4 separate regions of the Mus musculus genome follow, and regions 2, 3 and 4 are each linked to region 1. Evidence: chromatin contacts called from public HiChIP or PLAC-seq and promoter capture Hi-C data. All regions are on one chromosome and are shown on one strand. The core of a region is the stretch at or near the end of the contact, and the rest is flanking DNA. Distances in the headings are between cores, read along the strand shown.

Region 1 (3,032 bases), core at 372-2,871:
ACCTACCATGTCTTTTTGGAGACAATAGACAAGGTCTTTGCTAGATCCTCATTTCACAGTAGGCACACTAAGTCGTGTGTGTGTGTGTGTGTGTGTGTGTGTGTGTGTGTGTGTCTATTATTCACTGCTCAATATCATGGCATAGTCCTTGATATTCTTTCTACTCAGGGTACATTGCAGTAGACCCTCTGGTGTCTCTGACTTCCTCCTTCCTGTTCCATTTCTTGTTTCAGATGATCTCACAACCTGTTACTAATGAAATAAAAAGTACCCAGAGAACTGCCTTATTGAATCTATCTACTTTATAAGTAACCATAACAAATAATAATTAATCACAATTTAAAGTTTCTGGGGTCTATATGTCTCTGAATAACGGGAATGCCTTTTTCCTTGAAGCTGATATTACTACATTTATCATCTTTGAATCATTCAACAAGTATGAAGACAGAGAAAAATTAACAATAATTCAAATTATTTGAGATTTTAAAAATTGTGAAATTTCATTATCATTTTAAAATCTACTTTTATTTGGACCTTCAGTTTATTCTAAATTAATTGGTCTCACACAATTTCAAACTTAGGAACCAACAGACCCTATTGTTGCATGTCTGTTCAATAATACCTTATGTAACTTGTTCTGGGAGGAATTTGGGATCAGGAAATCATGATTATATGAAAAGAGAGAGAGAGAGAGAGAGAGAGAGAGAGAGAGAGAGAGAGAGAGAGAGAGAGAGGGAGGGAGGGAGGGAGGGAGGGAGGGAGGGAGGGAGGGAGAGAGAGAGAGAGAGAGAGAGAGAGAGAGAGAGAGAGAGAGAGAGAGAGAGAACACTGGAAACCATTTTGAGCTGGTTCTTACCCTCATTTAACCACTGCATGTGTTTCTGCCATGATTGCTTCCTCTCTTTGACTGTTAGGTATCTTCATTTCCCAATTTGTGTTCCCAAACACTGTTTCCATTTGTGTGATAATGGAACTTGTGTGTTGCTGTGAGCTTCAGGTTCTTTTTATAATATAAGATTATTTTTATGGCTTTTTAATTATGATTATATTGAGTACCATTGTTGATATTTCTTCAGCATCTGTTAGAAAGAATTAAACCTTTCAGTATCGCACAAAAAATTAAAATCGAAGTAGCTGAAGCAGAAAAAAAACTTAAATGTTGCATGCTAGAACTTAGTGCTTATCTAAGGCAGATCATGGATGTTGTGGTCTCTCCCACATGAATATTTAAGAAGGAAGGATGGAAACAGAACTACATCTGTTAGTATCCTCTTGTCAGGACAGATGCCAGCTTCACCCTTCTTTATTTACAGACCAACTTCGAGGAAATTAATACTGGTGCCTGGGTTTGATAAGGAGGTTTAGAGCTTGAAAATGAGTGCATTAGTGATAGCTCTAAAGGAATGCTTGGATTTATGCCTTGTCCTTAAGAAATTTCTTCCTCTCCCACGTGCACCAAACCCCTTACAACACCCACCCTCACTGCAGCACTGAGAAACAGCCGGGATGTGGGGTTATTTCAGAAGTAGCCACTGAGGGGAGCCGGCCACGGACTGCCCTCCCACGTTGCTATGACGATGAGACTGGCGGGCACACAGCCTTCAGAGCTAAGTGCTGGCTAAAGCAGGTGTCAGATTGCGATGAGCTTGGTGGCTCTGGGATTACTCAGAGCCCCAGGAGTGTCTCTGGAAAGTCTGGCTGCAATTCCTCTGCATCCCTCTCCGACAGCTCCTCAACTCCTTTGGATCGCGCAGAGTGAAAATGGTCCACCACTCAGGCTCCATTCAGTCCTTTAAACAGCAAAAAGGTCAGTGAGAATTCTCTCTCTCTTCCCTGGGGGCACCACATCCCGCTCTGCATCTCCTTGCAAAAGCATCCTTTTCACTCGTGTATTGTGTTGAAGAGCTGTGGAACTCTGTAAAGTTAGGACCCCATTTTATTAATGTTTTATCCTGCAACGGAGATAAGTCTGATATCCGGAGCCGCACAGCGCCCGGGAGGGAACAGAATCTGTCATGTCAGGACTTGTTTGTTCATATCGCTTAAGTCTCCTTCAGTGCATTGCAGTGAACTGTTTAAACAGATAAGGTTCCTGCAGTACCCCTGGGTTTGAAGAGTGAAATTTTGGGTTATATTTGCCTCAGTATGCGCTTCTAGTACCCTGTAAGATTCACAAGAGCAGAATTTATTACTTGTGCTGAGCTTGAAAAATTGTATAATAAATGCATTCGTGGAAAAATCCCAGCGGTTGACTGGTCCCAGATATAATTTCCTTGGAAAACTTTCTCTTCTGACCCCACTTTTATTACGGGTTTCCGACTTTTATGTGTATTTGGGTCTTCCTGGAACTTCCCAGACCACCGTTTAGCTTTCACAAAATTTTCACTAGTTGCGTGGGCATGGTCAGATCAAGAATGTTTTTTTTTAATCACTCTTTGTTCTGCTTTGTTATTTAAATGGCTTCTCATAAAGCACATATTTCTTTAACATAGATTCTGGAAATGGTATTCTCTTATGCAGTTATTCAACATTAATGCCATTTACTGAATGAATAATGGTAATTATGATGCATTTGTTAATATAATCATTAAAATATGTAATTTTCAAGTATTCATTCCATTTTCACTGAAATAAAAATTTATTGAAATCTTACTTCTAAAATTCTTTCTCCAAATGACTGCTTTATGGTATCTCTTTGGCTTTGTTTCTAAACAAACAAACAAACAAACAAACAAAAACTTTGGATATCCCCAGAATAACCTAGTCGGGATTTATTCTTCAGGCAGCATATTGTGCTGAAAGAACTTCCCATCAGGAACTGTAATCTGCATGAATCCTCTTTTGAATGTATGTTGGAATTAGGTACAAAGTGAGAGACGGTGGGAGTAGGTGAATTTGGGCTCCTGTGAAGTTCTATTTAAGCTCAAAGTGTTCTAAGGAAAAATAAAATACTTCAAGAAGTTTTATTTCCTTGCCTCATTAAACATGTATAAACATTATGGGGGAAAAAGAAAGATATGGAAAACTTGAAA
Region 2 (3,032 bases), core at 308-2,807, 930 kb after region 1:
CTGTACTATGCCTGACACAGCCTGGCAATCAGAAACTTGTAAATGCTTCCTGAGGCTGCCATAAGGAATATATCCTAAAATGAAGCTGTCTTAGAAAAATTCCTACAGAGACAGGCCCTTTGTTCCAGTTTCCATAGTAAAAAGTATATAATATAAAGAAATGTAAGCCCTAAAGAGATACCTGAGTACTAAGCCCCGGGCTGCCTGTACTAGCTCTACGCCTTTGAGGCAGGCCTTAAAAAAAGATTCTTCGCATCCCCACCTTTTAAAAGGTTTATCTTTATTTATGAGTATATACGCACTGGGTATGAGTTTATGTGCACCAAGTGCAAGCATACAGATGTCAGTAGGAGACAGTGTCAGATTTTCTGGAACTAGAGTTACTGGTGGTTGTGAACCACCCGATGATGAAGGTCCTTGGACTCGAACCTGGGTCCTTTCCAAGAGCAGTTAGCCCTCTTAAGCACTGAGCTCTCTCTAGCCTAAGTAGACTTTCTATATGTATTCTAATATAGTTTTCTTTGTGAAATGATTTGGGCTTTTCTTTCTTGATAATAGAAGTCTTGTATATCTTGTTTATCTCTACCTACACTAATATGTGGCAAAATAGTAAATGTTTGCTGAATGAGTCAACGTAAATAAACATTAAGATGGCATTATTAACTAACCCCCTTGATGAACACTCACTATTCCATTAAATGTTCTCTCTCAGATCAGTTAACCTGTCTCTGCAGAGTATGCATGCACCCTTTGGGCATCTGTACCCAGCTCTTTATATTTAAAGCACCTACTTCCTACAACCCAGCACCAGCTACACATTTTGATGCTAAGTTTATGGGTAAGAGCTCTGGAGTCGACAACCTGGTTTTTGAGGCTTTTAAAGGCTCCTAGCAGCAAGTTTTGTGTGCTTGCGACTGTGTACAGTAAGTTTCTATGGAAACTGAGACAGCAATCGTCTATCTCAGGAAAAAGGAACTAGGAATCATGGGAGATCAGTGACCATTTGTAAGAATTTACCCAGCACCCTAGGATGCAAGTGCTGCACAGCCTTTGAGCTGGAAAACAGGAGGTTATGCGGCTCGGGGTAACAACAAAGCCTTCTGAATGCCATCTCTAAGGAGTCTTGACAAGTGCTGGGAGGGCCGAACCTTGAGTTTACCTGGAGCGCTGCTGGAACTCTATTCCTTCCAAGCTCTCCACCTTGCTCTCGGACTCACGGGCATCTTCGTCCAGGGCCTCTTCATCCTCCCCCTCACTGTCGTCCGCGCCAAACGGAAAGCTCTGGTGGCCAAGGGGAGACAACAGGGACAGGGTGGAGTTGCTGCAGCTCAGAGACGGCGGCGACAAGCACTCGGTCAGCGCCACATCCTCCAGCCCTGGATCCCCGGAATCCACTAAGAGGTCGACGACAAAACTCGAGGAGGGCCGGAAGCCCGGCTTGCAGCGGGCGAGGTAACGGGTGCACGGAGCCGGAGAGGCAGCCCGCCACGGCCCAGCGGCCCGCATCAGGCCCGCCAAGTTCAAACGGCCCGAGCAAGGCCGAAGGCGCGTTCTCCCAGCAGGCTCCGCGCGCGCCGTCCGACCAATCAGCGCCAGCTTTAGGCCGTGTTGTCATAGCGACGCTTGTAGCCCGCAAGGGGCTTTGTCTGGGCTGGAAGAGCTTGGCTTCCTCAGTCCAGGTAGGAAGGTTCCTGACTGACAGCTTCAGCTTGGCGTCTCCCCGAGTCGTCCGCCCATTCCTGATGCTGTCCCGAGTACTGTGTTTGCTGTGGTGTTGAAGGCCATTTGGTGCACGACACTTATCAGTGTCACTAAAGCGGATCCTTTAAAAGGAAAAGGCAGAAGCCTGAAGCCATGGTTATTCCCCCTTCCTCATAAAAGCTCAGGATCACTAAAAAAAAAAAAAAATCTAGCACTCGTGATTGAATTTTTTAGTTCATTTATGTTGTTGTTTTTTTTGTTTTTGTTTGTCTAAGGGAGAGAACTTTATCCTCTGTGGGCATAGTTTCTCACTGTATGGGCAGCATCTGTCAACATAATCAGTTCCCCGACCCCCAGTCGCCAAGGCAGGGTTTCTCTGTATAGCCCTGGCTGTCCTGGAACTCACTATGTAGACCAGGCTTACCTCAAACTTAGAAATCCGCCTGCCTCTGCCTCCCAAGTGCTGGGATTAAAGGCATGAGCCACCGCTGCCCTGCAACACAATCGGTTTTATCAGGTTGTGTTAACTTTCTAGTCTTCCAAAGCATTTGTGTCCACTCTCCAGCGTGTCCATACCAGAGCAGCAAATCATGAGCCAACCTTAAAATCCATCGTTCTTTTTAAAATGAAATTTTGAACTGTGATGCAATAGGCATTTTTCTAGGACTTCTTGGCACTCTCCTTTTAGGGGCCGAGGATCTAACTGAAGCCGGCAAGGAAAAGATGGCAGATACTGAAAGTGAGCTGCTTATTCATGCTCACAAAACTGCATACAAAAACGCAGCTTTTGGCTAATGTACATTACATTAGTGTAAGAATCACAAGTGAAATGAGAGTATCTGTAGAATTTTCATAGCGCAGTTAGATATGTTAGAAATACTAGCAACCAAAAGCGAAGCAAAGTGACTATAAATGACATGCTAGCACTATTTTGTTCTTTTTTTTTTCCAGTAAAAACAATGGCATTGGAAGAAAACTGTACGATGAACTAAGAAACGTGATTTAGTAGGCTTATGGTTGTGACTTACTCCAGTTATTCAGTATTGGCATATCTGGTTAAGATATTTTGTCAGAAAACACCCTTGGTGTCAGTAACTCAGAGACATTGGACTACCTTATACCTTCAAAAAGACAGGAACTTGAAAAATGATCCTCCATTCCCCCAAAAAATAACCTAAAGGTTTTGGGGAAGGGAATGGAGCTGGCTTTGAACCAGTAGTTTTCCTCTTAATATTCTTACATAGGCTATTTAACTGCAATGATCTTAATTTAATCCTCCCCAAAATAATCTACCCTGCTATCATAGTCATTCATTAATCCTCAGCTCCACT
Region 3 (3,032 bases), core at 253-2,752, 740 kb after region 1:
TCTTGGGATTCCGAACTTCTGGGAAACCCCTTCTTTAAAAGGCATAATCTATTTAGTTTGTTGGTTGTGGCAGTCCAGGATTGGTTACAATCATGTGCTACCATGCCTGTCAAATAAACAATAGCACATAAAATGGCAAAGCACTCTTGCTACTAATAAGAGTTGGGAGCAGGAAAACCTGAAGATCCTCTTCCCACTCTACTTCCAACAGCTGCAGATACATCTCCTCCCAAACTCCCACACCGGTTACTACCAGATCTGCTGCATACAAGTGCCATTGTCTGAGATTTACCAAGGATGAGATCTCAAGAGAGCACTAAGAAAGCAGAAGGGGGAGTTGAATCCTCTGGAACTGGAGTTCCTTCTCCCATCTTTCCTGATCTTTATTTCCCACTAACTTTTTGGCCCTGTTACCAGTTACCATTTTCTGCCTCATATACCCTGCTAACCTTATTAGCTACAGACTTTGTTATAAGCTGTGTCTCTTGGATCTGCTTCTGGATTCCTGTGCGCTGTTGTCTATAGAGGCAGGAAGCTTCCAACCCCTCTTGATGCTATGAAAACCTCTACCATCCCTTCCACAACACCCTTTGTGATTACTCAAATTTCTGGACCACTGTTCATGTCACATTTTCTTTGGTATCAGATCACTTCGTTAAAGGTACCTGTGTTTCTGTACCTTTAACGTCTCCACACAGCTAGGAATGTAATCCAGGAGGAATATCCATATCATATTTCCATATGCATGCCTGAGCAAGCTATTCTTTGCCTATGTACAGAACTGAGCTTGTCAGAGAGATTAAGAGTCGAGCACTGTTGTATAATTTTAAAATCAAGTTAGTCTTTGATCTTGTCAGCATTCATCCTAGACCTCTGCTGAGGTTTACTAGGTACTCAGAGATCTAATTAATTTCCCAATTTGCTTCTATTCAATTCTATTCCCATTAAGGATTCAGTAAGGAGAATTGAGTAGTAGAATAGAGCCAACTCCTCCCTAGTTCCTGAACATAAGCCCATGAAAGCCACCTCTCCATTGTTCTTCTTTGTGCCTGGCCCTCTCTTGGCTCCAGCTGATCACAGCTTGCTCACCCTACCATGGTCCCCTAATAAACTAGAACATATGAAATAAGCCTGTGATCTCTAGGCCTTGAGCCCAGAATTTTCCCCCTGTTCTCTTCCAGATAAATTCCACTGTCCTTCGAGGCCTGCAATAAATCTCTTCCCCACCTGAAGCTTCCATTATCCCTGTTGGAAAGCATTCTCTGGCCGCTGGCTCTCGGGGATCTTACTTTTTCCCTCAGTTATGGCGCTTACTTCATTCTGCCTCATGTTCCAAGAAGTTGTTTACCAGAACAGTCTTTCCCATGAGGCCAGAAGCAAATCAAAAGCAGGGAGCCTACTACATTCATTTCTGCTTCTGCTCCTCCTAGCCCCCCTCTATCCAGTGCTTTGCGTACTACAGTCCACAGACTGTTGAACTGTTCAATGAACCCACTGTTAGAGCCTCCAGGAGCGCTGGACATCTTGAGCGCCTTCTGAGGCATGAATGGTAACTACTTTGCCAAGAGCAGGAAGGAACTCATCCAAGCAACACCATATTTGGCCTGCCTGTGAGACCATTTGTTTTCCTGTTTTCCACTCATTCTTAATTACAATCGAGCTGCCTCATGCATTTCCTCTTTCTGCTACTGGAACACACTATCAGTTAGCTCTCTGTGTCAATTCAGTATTGATGTAGGAAGCTCCAGTCAGTAAGTTTCCTCCTTGTTTCCAGACATACTGAAGGAGTCCAACACCCAAGGCCAGCAGTCAGATTTCATTAGAGTTCCTGCCTCTCCCAGATGGCCTGGGCTGGGTTGAGAGGAAAAAGCTGGATAGAGACTGAAGACTGCACTCAAGCTTTGACCCTGCCACCTGCTTTTTATAACTCAGTTTCTTTATCTGTGAAATACGACAAGTAAGCCCTTGGTTAAAGGATAGACGGGAGTGGTTTTTGTAGACTCTGGATATAAAGCAAGCAATGTGCTGGGTCATGTACTGAAGTAGTTTTTCTACTGACTCTGTACCAGGAATAAGAGTGGCACGGCCCAGTTTGGATGATAAATCCTATCAAATAATAACTGGGGAAAGGTGCTGGAGCCACTGTCGCTGAGCCACGCTGCTTCTGCTCGCCCGTCACCCCCCCCCCCCCCCATCGTGCACTAGCGGTCTCAAAAGATTCAAAGTCCAAGATGGTGGCAACCCTCAAGGACCAGCTGATTGTGAATCTTCTTAAGGAAGAACAGGTCCTCCAGAACAAGATTACAGTTGTTGAGGGTTGGTACTGTTGGCATGGCTTGTGCCATCAGTATCTTAACGAAGGACTTGGCAGATGAGCTTGCCCTTGTTGACGTCATGGAAACCAAAGGGAGAGATGATGGATCTCCAGCATGGCAGCCTCTTCCTTAAAATACCAAAAATTATCTCCAGCAAAGACTATTGTGTAGTTGAAAACTCCAAGCTGGTCATCACAGCGGGGGCCATCAGCAAGAGGGAGAGAGCTGACTTAATCTGGTACAGAGAAACGTGAACATCTTCAAGTTCATCATTCCGAACAATGTGAAGTACAGTCCACACTGCAAGCTACTGGTTGTCTCAAATCCAGTGGATATCTTGACCTTTGTGGCTCGGAAAATCGGTGGCTTTCCCAAAAGCTGACTTATTGGAAGTGGTTGCAGTCTGGATTCAGCTCGGTTCTGTTACTTGATGGGAGAAAGGCTGAGGGTTCACCTGCTGAGCTGTCACGGCTGGGTCCTGGGAGAACATGGCGACTCTAGTGTGCCTGTGTGGAGTGGTGTGAACATTGCCGGCATCTCTCTAAAGTCTCTGAACCCAGAATTGGGCATTGATGCAGATAAGGAACAGTGGAAGGATGTTCATAAGCAGGTCGTTGACAGTGTGTATGAGGTGATTAAGCTGAAAGGTTACACATCCTGGACCATTGGCCTCTCTGTGGCAGACTTGGCCGAGAGCATAATGAAGAACCTTAGGCG
Region 4 (3,032 bases), core at 305-2,804, 590 kb after region 1:
TATTACCTAGAATTCAGAACAACAGAAACATCGCTGTTGTTTCCAAAAACAGGGCTGATGGACCACATGGCAGCCACTGTGTCCAGGGTGGCTGTAAGCTCCCGTGTGGGGCATGTATTGTGTTACTCCATCATTGGATCTTTAGTGACTATGGTAGCTCCTAGCCTATAAAACCTTGGCATCACTTACCAGAAGCCTAGAGAAACTCGGCAAGCTCAGCAGCAATCTGGGGGCCCTTGCTCTTAAGGTACAAAACAGTTTGGGAAATATGCCCAGAATCTAGGAGATAAACTCTATAAAGGTTTCCATGTGCTGCTGATACAGTATAGACTTAGAAATGGGTTAGTTCAATCAAGAAGTACAAGTTGAAGAAATTAGCTGGGATGGACAAGTTATATGAATATATAAACAGGAAAAGCATTGGCAGAGAATGTGTACTGCCTGAATCCACAACTTAAACACTAGCAGGAGCTTCGTTGCTTTGGAATAGCTATGGAACATGGTGTTCTGAGGACATGTGTATTTATGGAGAGGCTATGGAACTGGCAGCTGGACTCGTGTTTGGGTGGCTTTTTTAAACCAGCTGTGGTAATGTCACTATTTGTGAATTAATTAAAATAAAAATATTTTCTTTCAAAGCAGTACGGTTTTTTTAACTTAAATTTAAATCTTTGTACCTTAATGGTTGAATACAATCTATGAGATCGTGTCAATTTGCTTAACGTTCTAACTGTAGATAAATATTCCAACCTCATAAGTAACTGACAGGAGACCCCAGCAGTCAAATACTACACAAAAGACTCAGTAAGGCTCACTGGAACGTTATCTAATAGATTACACAGAGGTCCCAGTTGTCCTCTTATTGATTAAACTGGAAACTTTTATTTTTATTTTTATTAGTAACTATGCACTATGAATATAAAAAATCGGTTATCTATATTCATTTTGTTTCAAAAGTATTGATTTTAATAACCTTTAAACCATTTCCAAACAAAACTATTTCCAATACTTCAAATTTTTTATTTAAAAAATAACGTTTTGAAAATGAGTAAAAAAAAATACATTTCTCATCTGGTATTTAAATGTCTGAAATGCCATTTCTCTGAAGCAATCACCTCTTTCCTAAATATGCTAATAGCAGCTGGATTTTATGTTTATAATTATCCTCTACTATCCCCATTCAAGATACGTCTTATTGTACAGGGTCTCCTTTTTCAAGATTGAAAAAAGGAGACCCTGTACCTTTAATAAAGGAACTGGTGAAAGCTTTCTTTCCAAATTTGTTCCTTGGCTTCCAAGTGACGAAACTAGCTGTAATTTGAGAGTCCTGCAATCCTCAGGATATCTTTAGCCAAGGGGAAAGAAAACGCTGCATTCCCACCCAGTCCAGGGGTTGAAACAGTGTCAGAACAGCTTCCCTTAGCTACTAGCTCCGTCTCCCTGGAGCCAGAGGGAACTCCGAAGGTGACCGCAAAGCCAGCGCCTGGAGCAGCAGGTCCCCAGTCGGTGGGTCGGGCTATCCTGCTAAAACAGCAAAGGTCCAGCCTCTCAGTAGAGAGAGGATCAGGGACGCTGAGGAGCGTGGTGCACACCGCTGCTGCGTAGAGCCACATGAAGCCTGTGGAGGAACCAGGATCAGAGAGCGGCAAGCGAGCTGCGCCTGAGGAGGGCGCCTTCTCCCGAAGCCGCTGACACCCGGGGGAACCTTTTTCCTTGTTCCTGGACTAAAACGCTTCTCCCGAATATCCAGAATGGTGTTCCCGAAGTTGATCTGGATGGGTTTCTTTTGCCACCTGTGTCGAGGCTACTTTGATGGCCCCCTGTACCCAGAAATGTCTAATGGGACTTTGCATCATTACTTCGTGCCTGATGGAGACTATGAGGAGAATGATGACCCCGAGAAATGCCAGCTGCTCTTCAGGGTGAGTGATCGCAGGCGCTGCTCCCAGGGGGAAGGGGGCCAAGCCAGTAGCTTGCTGAGCCTCACTCTTCGAGAGGAGTTCACAGTACTGGGCCGCCAGGTGGAGGATGCTGGACGCGTCCTGGAGGGCATCAGCAAGAGCATCTCCTACGACCTGGATGGGGAAGAGAGCTATGGCAAGTACCTGAGGCGGGAGTCCCACCAGATCGGGGATGCCTACTCCAACTCTGACAAGTCCCTCACTGAGCTGGAAAGCAAGTTCAAGCAGGGCCAAGAGCAGGATAGCCGGCAGGAAAGCAGACTCAATGAGGACTTCCTGGGGATGCTGGTCCACACCAGGTCCTTGCTGAAGGAGACACTGGACATCTCTGTGGGGCTCAGAGACAAATACGAGCTGCTGGCACATACCATCAGGAGCCATGGGACCCGCTTAGGTCGACTGAAAAGCGACTATCTGGAGGGTGGGGCACAGAAGACAGGCTAATATTTCCATTGTAACTGCTTCATTTTATCCAAATTTGCACTTTCAGAACACGTCTGAAGTCATCTTTCGAAAAGAAAGAAAAATTTTAATAAGTTGAGTTATTCTGATTTTAGTTTGGTTTTGTGCATTATTTATGTTATTATTAAGGATTTTTCACTTGCAAAAAAAAGCAATTTTAAACTAACCCCTGGGTTATTTCCTAAAGGGTTTTATTGCTCTAACAGAATCTCTTCTTTCGACTCCATCTAAAGGATGCATTTGTGTGGAAAGACTGATTAAACTTCCACATCCTGGCGGGGGACGAGGTGCGTGGCTCCTTTGCATCAGCAGGCTTCTCTTTGGTCTCTGAAGGCTGAGATGCCTGATTTTCAGATGAGGTCCCAGGTGTGTGGCATGCCTGCCAGACAAGGAAGTTCATTGATTCTCCTTTCGCTCTTATTTATTTACCATGTTCTTAGTTGTTTCTGTTTTGTTGTAAGAGTGTTATTGAGAATTTGCATGCAAATCACCACCAGTAAGATGTTCAAAGTTCCATTGTGGGTTTGTGTAAGTTGAAGATGCAACATTTAAGATAGCAAAACTTTAGGGTGGTTGCCCACTCATGATGTGTCTTTCACTTCACCATCA

What was found. Promoter capture Hi-C pulls out the DNA fragments that hold promoters and counts their contacts. HiChIP or PLAC-seq counts read pairs in DNA pulled down with a chosen protein or histone mark.
Region 2: an H3K27ac HiChIP or PLAC-seq map of stem cell-derived neural progenitor cells shows a contact between it and region 1, with 5 times the contacts expected there. The contact joins the promoter of Ccdc34 here to the promoter of Ano3 in region 1. A contact is called at or near these places in 1 of 39 promoter capture datasets (hippocampal neurons) and 1 of 115 datasets of contacts at active chromatin or transcription factors (stem cell-derived neural progenitor cells).
Region 3: a promoter capture Hi-C map of maxillary cranial neural crest shows a contact between it and region 1, with 5 times the contacts expected there. The contact joins the enhancer-like site here to the promoter of Ano3 in region 1. A contact is called at or near these places in 8 of 39 promoter capture datasets (the 3T3-L1 cell line, cranial neural crest, embryonic stem cells and 4 more) and 4 of 484 Hi-C or Micro-C datasets (cerebral cortex, embryonic fibroblasts and embryonic stem cells).
Region 4: a promoter capture Hi-C map of liver shows a contact between it and region 1, with 3 times the contacts expected there. The contact joins the promoter of Fibin here to the promoter of Ano3 in region 1. A contact is called at or near these places in 8 of 39 promoter capture datasets (the 3T3-L1 cell line, cranial neural crest, frontonasal cranial neural crest and 5 more).

What each region holds. Positions count from the first base shown.
Region 1 is chr2:110,948,833-110,951,864 of GRCm38.p6, reverse strand. It overlaps Ano3 (anoctamin 3), which reads left to right and starts at 1,621. Exons shown (of 27, transcript NM_001128103.2): 1 at 1,621-1,807. The coding sequence starts at 1,762.
Region 2 is chr2:110,016,342-110,019,373 of GRCm38.p6, reverse strand. It overlaps Ccdc34 (coiled-coil domain containing 34), which reads right to left and starts at 1,557. Exons shown (of 6, transcript NM_026613.4): 1 at 1,160-1,557. The coding sequence starts at 1,506.
Region 3 is chr2:110,209,366-110,212,397 of GRCm38.p6, reverse strand. It overlaps the pseudogene Gm13937. Among named protein-coding and RNA genes, the nearest start is that of Gm22997, 7.1 kb to the left of the region's middle. Within about 2 kb of position 1,502, at least 68 of the 459 cell types and tissues checked have an H3K27ac peak or open chromatin away from gene starts, as enhancers often do.
Region 4 is chr2:110,361,515-110,364,546 of GRCm38.p6, reverse strand. It overlaps Fibin (fin bud initiation factor homolog (zebrafish)), which reads left to right and starts at 1,554. Exons shown (of 1, transcript NM_026271.1): 1 at 1,554-3,032. The coding sequence starts at 1,752. The coding sequence ends at 2,405. All of the region lies in intron 2 of Gm30319 (a long non-coding RNA gene), which reads right to left.